2 separate regions of the Triticum aestivum genome follow, and region 2 is linked to region 1. The links are chromatin contacts, called in public Hi-C maps. All regions are on one chromosome and are shown on one strand. The core of a region is the stretch at or near the end of the contact, and the rest is flanking DNA. Distances in the headings are between cores, read along the strand shown. Region 1 holds the start of LOC123063182 (transaldolase). Region 2 holds the start of LOC123063185 (probable glucuronosyltransferase Os01g0926600).

Region 1 (6,455 bases), core at 351-2,850:
GACGGTGAGCCGCCCACAACCCATCGTCATTCTCAAAGAGAAAGTGGCCAATTATATCCCCCGCCTCCAAGTACAACCTATCGCCATTTTTTGGAATGAAGGGGCAACAAGGTGGTCGATTTGATTCCCTGTCTCATGAAAAAAAATGCACTGTTCATTGGCTACTTGATCTTGTTGCTCTTTGCTACTGGATTGGACCAGTACACATTGCTCTCCTCACAAGTGGTAGCTTAATTATGTTTTCTTAATTGGTTCAAACCAAGGAGCGGTGTGTGTGTGTGAGAGAGAGGGGCAAAAGGGCAATATACCACTGCAGGGCATCTCCACGACCGGATCATGGAGATACGAGGACCAGGGACCTACCTGAGTTTAGGAACACCGTGTTAATTAAGTTGTGATAACAATAGTATTACTATGTCACCCGCTTATCTTTTGATGATGACATTTTTAGGGTCCGGATAAGGGTAATATTGGGGTCGGGCTTAACATCGTCAACAACCCCGTCATAAACGCCACCAACCCATCATTGTGCTCCATTGACAACCTGCTTTTCTCTCTCCTTGTATGTAGGGCTGCATATACTTTTAGCCTCTTTTGCATTTTCACACCAATTTCGTATGATTTTGCACAAGTATTTCAGAGGTCTAAACCGCAATCCATCACCCTGATTTATTTGTCCGTGGCCTATCGTCGTCGAAAGAGAGACGATTTCAACTCGACATCTTTTCAACGAGAAAAGAGGTGGACCTACTCAATTGGCCCACATAACATGGCGTTTGCTACCGAAATCCATGCACAAAATGTTTGCTACCGAAAACACAACAAAGCCAATGTGTCGTATGCGGGCGAAACAGAAAGAAATTCACAACATTGGATATTTCTTGAAGATCTAAACTACTTTTGAACCAAGTCGCTCCTCCGTGCTACCGATCATACTCTAGGCAACTCCAACCTAACGTCGTCGTTGTCAAGAAGAAAGTGGACAAATTCAACTACATCTCCCGCATGTTTTGCGGGACACGACACTATTCATTAGCCTTTTTTCCTTTTTACGGACAAATTTACCATCTTTGGTTTATCTTGAAGGTAAAAATTGACTATGATTCACCCAGAGCCATTTCTTCGTGGCATCCCTCGTTGTCGATGGGGAGCCAACCACAACACATCGTCGCTCTCAAGGGGAAAGCAGCTAATTCGATCCCCTGCCTCCAACTGCAGCCTATCGCCATTTTCTAGAACGAAGGCGCAAGAAAGTGATGGACTTGATTCGATTCCCTTCGCATGAAGAAAAACCACGTCAATGTTCATTAGCCAGCAGATCTTCGTTGCTCTTCGAGTACACGTTGCTTGCTAGCTTGGCCTCACAAGTGGTGGTGCCAAGGAGAGGCAAAGCGGCAATATGCCACTGCAAGGCATCTCCGCGACCGGATCATGGCATGGCACGTTCACATGCCCCCGCGTACACACCCCCACCGGCGCACGGCTGCTCCGCCCCTTCACCAGCCCACGGCACGCCACAAATACCGGAAACCACAAGGGTCTAATCGTAAAACGGCATTGGAAATGGCGCATCTATTTATTGACGGTGACAAGGACCAGCGGCAGGGACAAGGAGGAGGGAGAGAGAGAGAGAGATCCCCGCTCCGCTAAACCTCGCAACAACCCCCGTGGGCGACCAACCAGCCGTCCCCCTCACCATTCACCAACCCCTCCGAGAGTCGGAAGCAGAGCCGCGATCGATGGCCGGCACCGTGCCCAAGCTCGCCGCCCCGAGGCCGGCGGCCGCGGGGCCGCTCCCCTCGCAGCCCCTCCGCTCCGCCGCGCTCGCCTTCGCCCCCTCCGCCCGCCGCTTCCGCGTCTCCCTCGCCGCCCGCGCCAGGAGCCCCGTCATGTGAGAAATTATACACACCATCCGCTCCTCCTTCCCCTCCTCTTCGCGCCCCCGGCTGATAAGATTCGCGATTCCGCGGGGGCCAGCTGCTGCGGCGGCGCCGTGGGAAGGCGACTGACTGGCTGGGGTTGCGTCGCCGGCGAGGCCCGGTCGGATCAGAGCGGCCGGGCCGTGATTTGGGACAATTTTTTTTGTCTTGTTCACGCTTTCATAGTTCGAATCGCGGTGGGTGGGTTGGATCGCAGCGCTGCTGCCACGCCGCCGCGTAGATCGCCTTGCTCGGATCCGCGGTGGCCTCGAGGTCCTTCGAGGGAGGCCTGGGCGCGCGTGCGCGGCCGTCCGATGGGGGATGGACCGCCGGGATCGGATGGTTTCGCGAGCCGTCTCGGTCAACTCGGCCGAGATGGCCCGTGTTGCCGTGCGCGGATTCGTCGCTACGTGGTTGACGGCGATGTATCCTATGCGAGCGCGCCGCCGGGTTGGTTGGTTGGGCTATACGCCAGAGCAGGCCGTCGCTTCTGGATTCTTCCTGCTTGATTGATTGATAGGGATAAGCGTAGCCTCCCGTTTTTCCATCTGTTTCTGGTAATCTTCCTGCTTGATTGATAGGGATAAGCTTGGTATACTACACTAAGTTGCCAACATGCATGGAAAGTTCGCTAACATTTTACAGTGCTCATAAATCATGATCATGAATAGAAAGTTCCTTTTGCCAAAAGAAAACGAAGAACAAAAAGTTCATTTTGTTTGTATCATATATGTATGCGATGCGGCAACCATTTGGATGTGACGTTAATTCTTGCTCTTCATGAAATGGAATTTTCAGTGCGATGGCTTCCGCCAAGGAGGGGAACGGCGCCGTGACGAAGAGGACCACGCTCCATGACCTCTATGAGCAACAGGGTCAGTCCCCGTGGTACGACAACCTCTGCCGGCCTGTCACCGATTTGCTGCCCTACATCGCCAACGGTGTCCGTGGAGTCACCAGCAACCCAACGGTAATCACCATTCACCATTTTATTTTTCTTATATGCTGTATATGGATTGCTCAGGTGTGATGTGTCTGCAATGTTCCCTGCTGACTTGTGTCCCCAACAATATGCAGATTTTCCAGAAAGCCATCTCTTCATCAAACGCGTATGACGGTCAGTTCAAGGAGCTTATATCGGCTGGGAAGGATGCAGAGAGCGCTTACTGGGAACTCGTCATAAAGGACATCCAAGACGCGTGCAAACTGTTTGAGCCCATCTACGACGAGACCGATGGGGCTGATGGTTACGTTTCAGTGGAGGTGTCTCCTAGGCTGGCAAATGACACCCAAGGAACCGTCGAAGCTGCGAAGTGGTTACACAAAGTGGTCAACCGCCCCAATGTGTACATCAAGATCCCAGCTACTGCAGAATGCGTTCCTTCTATCAAGGAAGTCATTGCTAATGGCATCAGCGTCAATGTCACTGTAAGTGCTGAGCTCTGGCTTTGCCATCATTATCTTGTAGTATCTCCTTGGTTGCCAATGTATCATCTGTGTGTTTTTTCCCACTGGACCTCTTATGATATTGTTTAGTGTAAACTTTGCTGTGCTTGTTATATACTTTGATGCTAAACCTATTGATCACAAGTTTATTGATGTCGCTGCAGCTTATCTTCTCCGTTGCAAGATACGAGGCTGTGATTGATGCTTACCTTGACGGGCTTGAGGCTTCTGGTTTGAGTGACTTATCCCGAGTGACCAGTGTAGCATCCTTCTTTGTCAGCCGAGTTGACAGTCTGATCGACAAAATGCTTGAGAAGATTGGAACACCTGAGGCTCTTGCCCTGAGGGGAAAGGTAGAGACAATTGAAGTTTTATGTCACCTAGTAGTAGGGTGTTCTAAATTACTAAGATCCAAGTTTTGAATTAGTAACCACCCTTTTTTCTCTCAGGCTGCTGTAGCACAAGCAAAGATAGCAAACCAGCTTTACCTCAAGAAATTCTCTGGCCCAAGGTGGGAGGCTTTGGTGAAGAAGGGAGCCAAGAAGCAGAGGTTGTTGTGGGCATCCACCAGCGTGAAGAACCCGGCTTACTTGGACACTCTTTACGTCGATCCTCTCATCGGACCTGACACCGTGAGTTTCAACAGCAAGTTCCCTCCGTCTTGTTGTCGGGATCATAATCACCGACTTGTCATTTTTTACATATTCAGAACTTTTAAGCGCATCCTAACTTGCTCTCCACCCTTTGCACATTCAGGTCTCTACGATGCCCGACCAAGCTCTGGACGCGTTCATCGACCACGGCACAGTTGCTAGGACAATCGACGCTAACGTGTCAGAAGCTGAGGGCATATACAGTGCCCTGGAGAAGCTGGGCATCGACTGGGAAGAGGTTGGCAAGCAGCTGGAGCACGAGGGTGTGAGCTCCTTCAAGGGGAGCTTCGACAGTCTGCTCACGAGCTTGGAGGAGAAGGGCAACGCCCTCAAGACCGCTGCCAACCTGTAGGCGCTAAAATTATCGGATAGAATGGTTTGGTACCGGCGCTGGCCATCAAACGATACCCAATAAAAATGCCAGCTTGCTGGCTCTCTCCTTCCATTTGGAAATGAAATGCTACCAGTTTTCTGGTTGAGCTTCTCTGTATTCTAGGTGCACCTGGCTGTCATTGTGTAACTGAGGCTTGTTGCTTGCAACTGCTATTCGTTTTCTGATCAATTGTTTTTGAGCAAGTGAGCCATATTTGTGTATCTTTGGGAAATGCATTTCTCCTTGCTGTTGTTATTCGTACTTTCTACAAGATTATGAGAATTTTGGCAACTTAGCTCAGTAATGTTTTGGAATATGTCAGACCCATGTTCTGTTTTCATTAACCGACACTTTGATCCGACACTTTGATCCAACTAAAGAATAACAGTTAGAGGCCAAACTAATCTTTCTGCCATTTGAAGGACTACGGTAGGAACTACTCCCTCGTCCGAAAAAGCTTGTCTCTAGTTAATGCTAGATACATTGATTTGAAGCTTAGGACAAGCTTTTTCGGATGGAGGGTGTATGTGCGTGCTCAAAATTGTCCTTATACAGCTCACATCGATGAAGATCATATATTTTGGGTGAACTTTTGAAACTTAGAGCGGACCGTGACCGTTTTTTTGCCTGTTTTCTGTCAATTAACTGAGCAATTCTCTTATGCTTAATTGATTGATGTGACAAATCTTTTTGCCTTCGTTTTGGAAGAAGAAAAGTAAGTTGCGCCCACAACTATTACTGTCAAGCGTTGGTCTGTCGAAGTCCTCTACTTGGCTTGAAAGGAGGCGGGAGGTAGACAGAGACTAGAAAGCTTACACAGATTGATAAAGTATTTCTTTTACTTTTAGATGTATATACTCTTAAACACATGACACCTTGGGCACACACTTGATTCGGACAGTGGTGAATGTGAAGTAGGCTATTGTCACGGCAATAATGAGCCAATGTAGTACTCCATCCGTTCTCAAATATAAGTCTTTTTAGAGATTCCAACAAGTGACTACATGCGGAGCAAAATAAATGAATATATACTTTAAAATATATTTACATACATCCATTTGTTGTAGTCCATTAAAAATGTCTAAAAAGACTTATATTTAGGAACGGAGGGAGTATTTGCTGTGCTTCACGCCCTCACGAGGACCCATTAGCTTGAACAATTTTTTTTTAAATACTCCCTCCGGTCGGGAATATAAGTCAGGTACATGATTTTAGGTCGTCAATTTGACTACTGAAACATGTGTAATATGCCAAAAAGAACTCTTGTCTAGAAAATCATTCAACGACGAATCTAAAGATTGTTTTTTTTTTTGGCATACCACATGTTTCACTAGCCAATCGAAAACCTAAGACCCACGCCCGACTTATATTCCCATCTGGAGCGAGTAGTACTATCAAATTCCACCGCTGAAATAGTCATTTCACAATATACAGGAAATATCCAGCACGGCATTTTGGTAGACTGACTTGAGTACACATAAGAAGTTGATCCCGAGAACGAGATAGGTTTTCGACAGCAAAGAACTAGGGTATTATTTACAGACTCTCCAGCATCCCATGCTGTAGATACTTTTTCCCGCTCTTCCCGATGCGACCAGCATGGAAGTATCTCTCAGGGGCTCTCGCAGAACTCCATTTCCTGCAATCCCAACAGATTATGCGAGCTGTCAGGCATGCAGACATAATGCATTTCTTAGTAGGAATATATAAAGTCTGGAGCACGAAATCTCCTACCTTCCCACAAATTGGGCAGGTGTCGCTCCTCTCCATCCACTCATAAATACAACTTAGATGGAAATGGTGGGAGCATTTAGTTATGATCTGTGGATTCTCCGGGGTGTACTCTACACGATGAGTAAGCAGTGAGAAAATGTTCACAGACACCATAACATGGCCTCTGTATTCAGATAAAAACACATGCGAACAAACCTTCCAGACAAGTAGGGCAGACATCTTCGTCGTCTGAAGTGATGACGGCATAACTGCTGTTATATGCTCTTCCAGAAAGACTCTTAGTCGATTCAGAACGACGCACCTTATGTTCACCCTCAGGATCAGTGCTGC
Region 2 (5,930 bases), core at 1,032-3,531, 210 kb before region 1:
GGCATCTATATTACTACCTATGTTACTCCCACTATGACCAGCCTTAGGCCTTCCTTTATAAAGGGAAAAAGAGGTTCTCCCATATATATATATTTTTCTAGCGAAACTAGTTTTGTAAAAATTGCTCTGTTGTGTGTGTATATATTGTATTCTCGTGTATTTCTTCTCTTAGGCCTTTTTTGTCCAACGATACTTTTGATGACCCAACTTTAATACTATACTTCCTATAGGACATGACTTGTCAACTTGATAAACCACACAGCTTTGGTCTCTTTGCTGGCTTGGAAATGTTTGGTGGATGATGACATGATGTGGCAGTGGTTTTGCACACGTAGTGTCACCAACCAGGATATTTGTGGAAGAAGCAGATAATAGGAGAGGGAAGAGGAATAAGAATGCTTGTTAAATCATGATAAGCATTCTAGATGGGAACGAATAAGAATGGTGTTTAATCATGATAGTTACTCTTGACAAGAGACAAGAGTATGGGGATGTCAGAGAATTGAAAAAATAACAATAACGCAACCAGGACAAGTGTTTGTAACATGTCTCTTTTTTGTCTAAATGAATGTTCAGTGTTTTTGGATTTTAAACGTATTTCCGTAATTCGGATCATGTTTCCGTGGTTTCCTATTTCTTAATATGAATTCCTTGCCGATTTTTTGAAGATTTTGTGTGTTGTGTAAATTTGTTTGAAATCTTGACCGACGGCGGGCGACCCAACCTACCTCTGTTTAAGAGTATCTATCAGGCCAGGGACCAAACATGTCCAGTTTAAATCGTCAACTGTCAGTCTGTGAACACACGCAGAGGGAAGAAGACGTGTCTTCTTACCACCGACGACGACCTACTCCCCTGCGTGTAGTCTACTACGTATATGTACTGCTACCTAACCAGGTACCCCTGCCGAACACGAGCAACACCAGCCGACGACGGCGACGAGCGAGCAGCAGGCTCGGGAAGGAGACGACAGGTGAAGTCAAAGGAGGAGGACAGGCGGCACGGCGTTGGATTGATTGTGCGGCAAGTATGCATGGCCACCGACGGATGGAAAGGTGGACAGGCTTCTTCTCTCTTAAATAGTACTCCCTCCGTCCGGCCGCGTCTCCCGGGCATGATTGATTCATCCATCGTCTCCGTCTGCCAGCAAAAGCCTAACTTTCGCCTCCTCTGCGCGCTTAATCAACTAACTGAGCGGCCGTTCACACGACTCTCGCATTGCCTACTGTAGGAATATAAAAAGAAAGGAGATATGTTACTCTTGAGATTTAAATAAGCGCCACAGTTTGTAGTGAACCAGTGATGCGAAACTAATTTTGCAGCAAGCAAAAACACCACGTTCGAATCGCGTAAATTCCCTCGTTTACATTGATCGATTGATGTAGGTGAACGGTGGTTGCAGTGTTTGGCTCGTTGTAGTCTCGATGGCGTTTGCTTGTCAAAGGGGCACCGCCGCAGTTACACTCCTCGGAATCCTTATCATCGCTCCGGCGCAACGGCGAATGAGCGGAGATATTGCTTCTCCTATCCTCGGCGTGTGCCGAGAGAGATGGGTCGGCGAGATCTCAGGAAGCACTGGTTTGAGAACAAAATATGACTTATGATGATGTCAGCCGCGGCGGCATCGATGACTCGTTGGTGTAGATTCACGCTGACCTCTTGACGATACAGTTAGGGTTTTGTTAGTATGGTGATAGTGGCGACTTTCCTTTGCAGTATCCCACTTCGTTACATTGGTGTCACCTTCAGCGGAGCTTCTTTTAGAGGTTATTGGGATATTGGATGTATGAATCTTTCGGCGTTTTCGCCAAAAACAAAAAACTTTCGGCGGCCACAACTTCAACAAATTATTCTTCAGGGCGTTGGTCCGGCATAAACGTGGCCTTGATCATTATCGACCTCTCCTTTTTAGGTCTATATATCTACATGTACTGCTAGTTTTGTTATAAGAGTATATATATATGTGTACTGTTGGTTTGATCATTAGAGTCGGGCGTTTTCTAAAATGAAAATAGTAGTAGTACCATTTTACCTGTCGAATCACTACGTGCACGCCACTAGTAACGTGCTGGGCTTGGCTAATAAATCCTCATCATCCCTAAATACGTGGGCCGTGGTACGCGTAGCATTTACAGATACGGTGGCGCTGGATTTACTGCGCGCGCGCGCGTGTGTCCTGAGAGGACTTGAGGTGAGCGTCCCACCAACCTGCTCCGCCGACAGCTAGCTCATCATTGACACCGAGGGCCGAGCCGGCTCCCACCACCACCACCCTCCGCCCCGCTCGCTCCTCCGCATTATTATCACCCGACGCCCCTCCCCTCTCCTCTCCGACTCCCCCCCGGCCCCCTCCCTCCCCTGCTCGCCAACGCGCGGCAGCAGATTCGCCCGCCTCCCTCCTCCTCCCCACCCTCTGCCTGTGTATTTTTGCTGCTGAGTAGGGGAGCGCACGGGGAGCTGTGGGCGGGCGGCGGCGATGGGGAAGCCGCGGGCGATGGTGGCCCTCGCGGCCGCGCTCGCGCTGCTCCTCTCCTGCTCCGGCGTCGTCGTCAGGGGCCAGGACACCGAGAGGATCGAAGGTGTGTGCCTTTCTTTCTCCTATGCGCGATTCAGCTGGAGAGAGCATAAAAATGCTCCCTTTTCCTTTCCAGCCTTTGATGCTCTGGTAGTTAGTCTTTATTACTGTTCTTCTTCCTGCTGCCGTGCCGCAATGCTTGTGCCACCGAGCTCGATTGATCCCCAGAAATCCGCGGTCCCGTGTGCGTTCCCGCGGTGCCTGGGATCTGATTTGGGGGGCGCTGCTTTTGGACCGAATCCTGCCGGTTGAGGCCGGGGAAGAAGGCCGGCGGCATGAGATCTGCGGCCGCTGGACCAATTCGGGACGTGATGGCCAGCACATCAGCTGTTCGTCCCGAGATCTCGCCGCGATAGGATTTTATTCCGCGCGGCATGTTCCGACTTTTGGTCACCGACAGGCCAGGGAGAGCATGTCTGACTTTGTAGATAAGCATGGGCGCCTACCTCAATCACCGAACTTTAGACATTACTGTATTATTAAACCTCCCTGTGATTCTGGACTGGGAGTCTAAATTGTCTGTTGCGTTGCCATGTACTCTACCAACAGCCCACTCAAGCTGTTCCATAGCTCTGTAATTTTAGCTATGATGATTGTGCTGCGGCACTACTTGATTCTCATCATGTTTATCATGGAAATTCAGGGAGTGCTGGTGATGTTCTGGAGGATGATCCCGTCGGGAGGCTGAAGGTGTACGTCTACGAGCTGCCCACCAAGTACAACAAGAAGATGGTGGCCAAGGACTCCAGGTGCCTCAGCCACATGTTTGCCGCCGAGATATTCATGCACCGGTTCCTGCTGTCGAGCGCGATCCGGACGATGAACCCGGAGGAGGCCGACTGGTTCTACACCCCGGTGTACACGACCTGTGACCTTACTCCATGGGGTCATCCGTTGCCCTTCAAATCCCCGCGGATCATGAGGAGTGCGGTTCAGTTCATCTCCTCGCACTGGCCCTATTGGAACCGGACGGCCGGTGCTGATCATTTCTTCGTCGTGCCACATGACTTTGGGGCATGCTTCCATTATCAGGTGAGTCATAGAGCACAGATGGGAAACCTGAATCTTCCAACTTACATATTACTCCCTGTGTAAACTAATATAAGAGTGTTTATAGATAACTAAAATAGTGATCTAAACGCTCTTATATTAGTTTACGGAGGGAGTACCACTGAAACATGGAATGGATGTACTTTGCACACTTATACACACGCTTTGCACACTTGTACTACCACGGACTTTGATGACTGTTCATTCACTTATGTAACCTATTTATCTTAGATATTTGGAAACAAACTGCATGCTCTGTTCTAGTAGAATCTTTCTCTGACATGCATTTTGCATTGCCATGGTTCAGGAAGAGAAGGCGATCGAAAGGGGGATCCTTCCATTGCTTCGCCGCGCTACACTTGTCCAGACATTTGGGCAGAAGGATCATGTCTGCCTAAAGGAGGGCTCAATCAACATCCCACCATATGCTCCTCCCCAGAAAATGAAAACTCACCTTGTACCCCCAGAGACCCCGCGCTCCATCTTTGTCTATTTCCGTGGTTTGTTCTACGATACGGCAAATGATCCCGAGGGTGGTTACTATGCAAGGTATGCACATCTGAAACATGTGGTACTCCTCATAAGTCATAATCATCATTCTTAATGAATTATTGGGGCACAAAAGTCTTGACGTACCTTCTATGTATGCAATGCAGAGGCGCCCGTGCGTCGGTGTGGGAGAACTTCAAGAACAACCCTCTGTTCGACATCTCGACGGACCACCCACCCACCTACTATGAGGACATGCAGCGTGCCATCTTCTGCCTGTGCCCGCTGGGCTGGGCCCCGTGGAGCCCCCGTCTCGTTGAGGCCGTGGTGTTCGGGTGCATCCCGGTGATCATCGCGGACGACATTGTCCTGCCCTTCGCGGACGCCATCCCGTGGGACGAGATCGGCGTGTTCGTGGCGGAGGACGATGTCCCCAAGCTTGACACCATCCTGACCTCCATCCCGATGGAGGTGATCCTACGGAAGCAGAGGCTGCTGGCGAACCCGTCGATGAAGCAGGCCATGCTTTTCCCGCAGCCGGCCCAGCCCGGGGACGCCTTCCACCAGATCCTGAACGGCCTGGCGCGGAAGCTCCCGCACAGCAAGAGCGTGTACCTGACCCCGGGGCAGAAGGCGCTGAACTGGACCCAGGGCCCCAAGGGCGACCTGAAGCCATGGTAGGTAGCGGCGGCGGCATTGGCACCATGAGCTGACGATGTTCAGTCAGAATGAAATGAGAGGACTGATGAGTAAGCCAAGCCAAGCCAAGCCATTACTGTCATCAAATGTAAAGCTCCTTCCTGTCTAATACCACCTTGCTTCTTTTTGTTGTGATGATGTGCCTGCCTACCTTCCATGTTGTGGCATGGCATGGTTCCCTTGTTTTTTGTTGCCCTAGTGCTTAGAACTGCTGCTGTTGTAGGTGATCATGGATCATAGTGTTATATATATTGCATGACCTTTGTATTATACTGCTACATAGACGCCGATCTGTAATGGCGGGAATAATTAAGTAAGGTTAACAACAGACCAGTCTGTATCCAGTGTACAGAGGCAGAGAGATATGCTTGTCGCTGAGCATGCCTGCCGTTTGTATTGTCTGAAGGCAGCACAGTATCTGTCTGGTCTTTGGTTGATACCTTGATCTTTTATGTGACACCACAGGGCTTTTATTTAGAACATCAATGTGCTTGGCTTACATTGATGATGAAGGTAGATTAGAGTGATGCTGAATGCAACTTGCAAGGAACGCAGGTACCTGACGGCTCCAGCTGCTGCAGCAGGCTGGACGTTCCATCGATGCATGCTTAGCAGTAAAGCATTATCAGCTGCAATGTTTGCATCCCTGTTAACATGGGCAAGCGTATAAAAGCCTGGAGCACCTACAGATTTGTTCAATCCGGCTTCAGAGTCGAGGATATGCCTGCCCTTCGCTTTGCTCCTGTACACTAGTGCCGGGTTGGGCCACAACGAGAAGCGTCCGTGTGAGCCCAAACCATTCAAGACAAAGGACGGTTAACAGAATTTGAGCCCAAACCTCAGTTACGAGCAACACAACGCCCATGCTGATCGGTGATTATAAGTTTTTAGAGAAACAATCGATTTTAAAATACAAAGCGGGGATAGCTCAGTTGGGAGAGCGTCAGACTGAAGATCTGAAGGTCGCGTGTTCGATCCACGCTCACCGCACATCCATCCTTTTTTTCGTCTAAATAATGTGTCAACAGTGTTTTCCCTAAGACAAAGTTACCCAACAGTGTTTTCCCTAAGACAAAGTTAGAAGGGAAAAAACGGTATGTATCCTTTTTTTCGTTTA

Evidence for each region. Hi-C and Micro-C count contacts between places; a contact is called where the count stands out from the background.
Region 2: a contact with region 1 is called in a Hi-C map of leaf, with 3 times the contacts expected there. The contact joins the promoter of LOC123063185 here to the promoter of LOC123063182 in region 1. A contact is called at or near these places in 3 of 5 Hi-C or Micro-C datasets (all in leaf).

What each region holds. Positions count from the first base shown.
Region 1 is chr3A:683,124,326-683,130,780 of IWGSC CS RefSeq v2.1, reverse strand. LOC123063182 (transaldolase) reads left to right here and starts at 1,600. Exons shown (of 6, transcript XM_044486913.1): 1 at 1,600-1,891; 2 at 2,718-2,889; 3 at 2,997-3,347; 4 at 3,530-3,718; 5 at 3,815-3,997; 6 at 4,122-4,646. The coding sequence starts at 1,740. The coding sequence ends at 4,370. LOC123063180 (E3 ubiquitin-protein ligase At3g02290) reads right to left here. Exons shown (of 5, transcript XM_044486911.1): 3 at 6,321-6,455; 4 at 6,126-6,235; 5 at 5,786-6,030. The coding sequence ends at 6,004.
Region 2 is chr3A:683,334,754-683,340,683 of IWGSC CS RefSeq v2.1, reverse strand. It overlaps LOC123063185 (probable glucuronosyltransferase Os01g0926600), which reads left to right and starts at 2,281. Exons shown (of 4, transcript XM_044486916.1): 1 at 2,281-2,579; 2 at 3,219-3,607; 3 at 3,933-4,174; 4 at 4,282-5,141. The coding sequence starts at 2,477. The coding sequence ends at 4,795. TRNAF-GAA (transfer RNA phenylalanine (anticodon GAA)) reads left to right here and starts at 5,731; the gene lies at 5,731-5,803.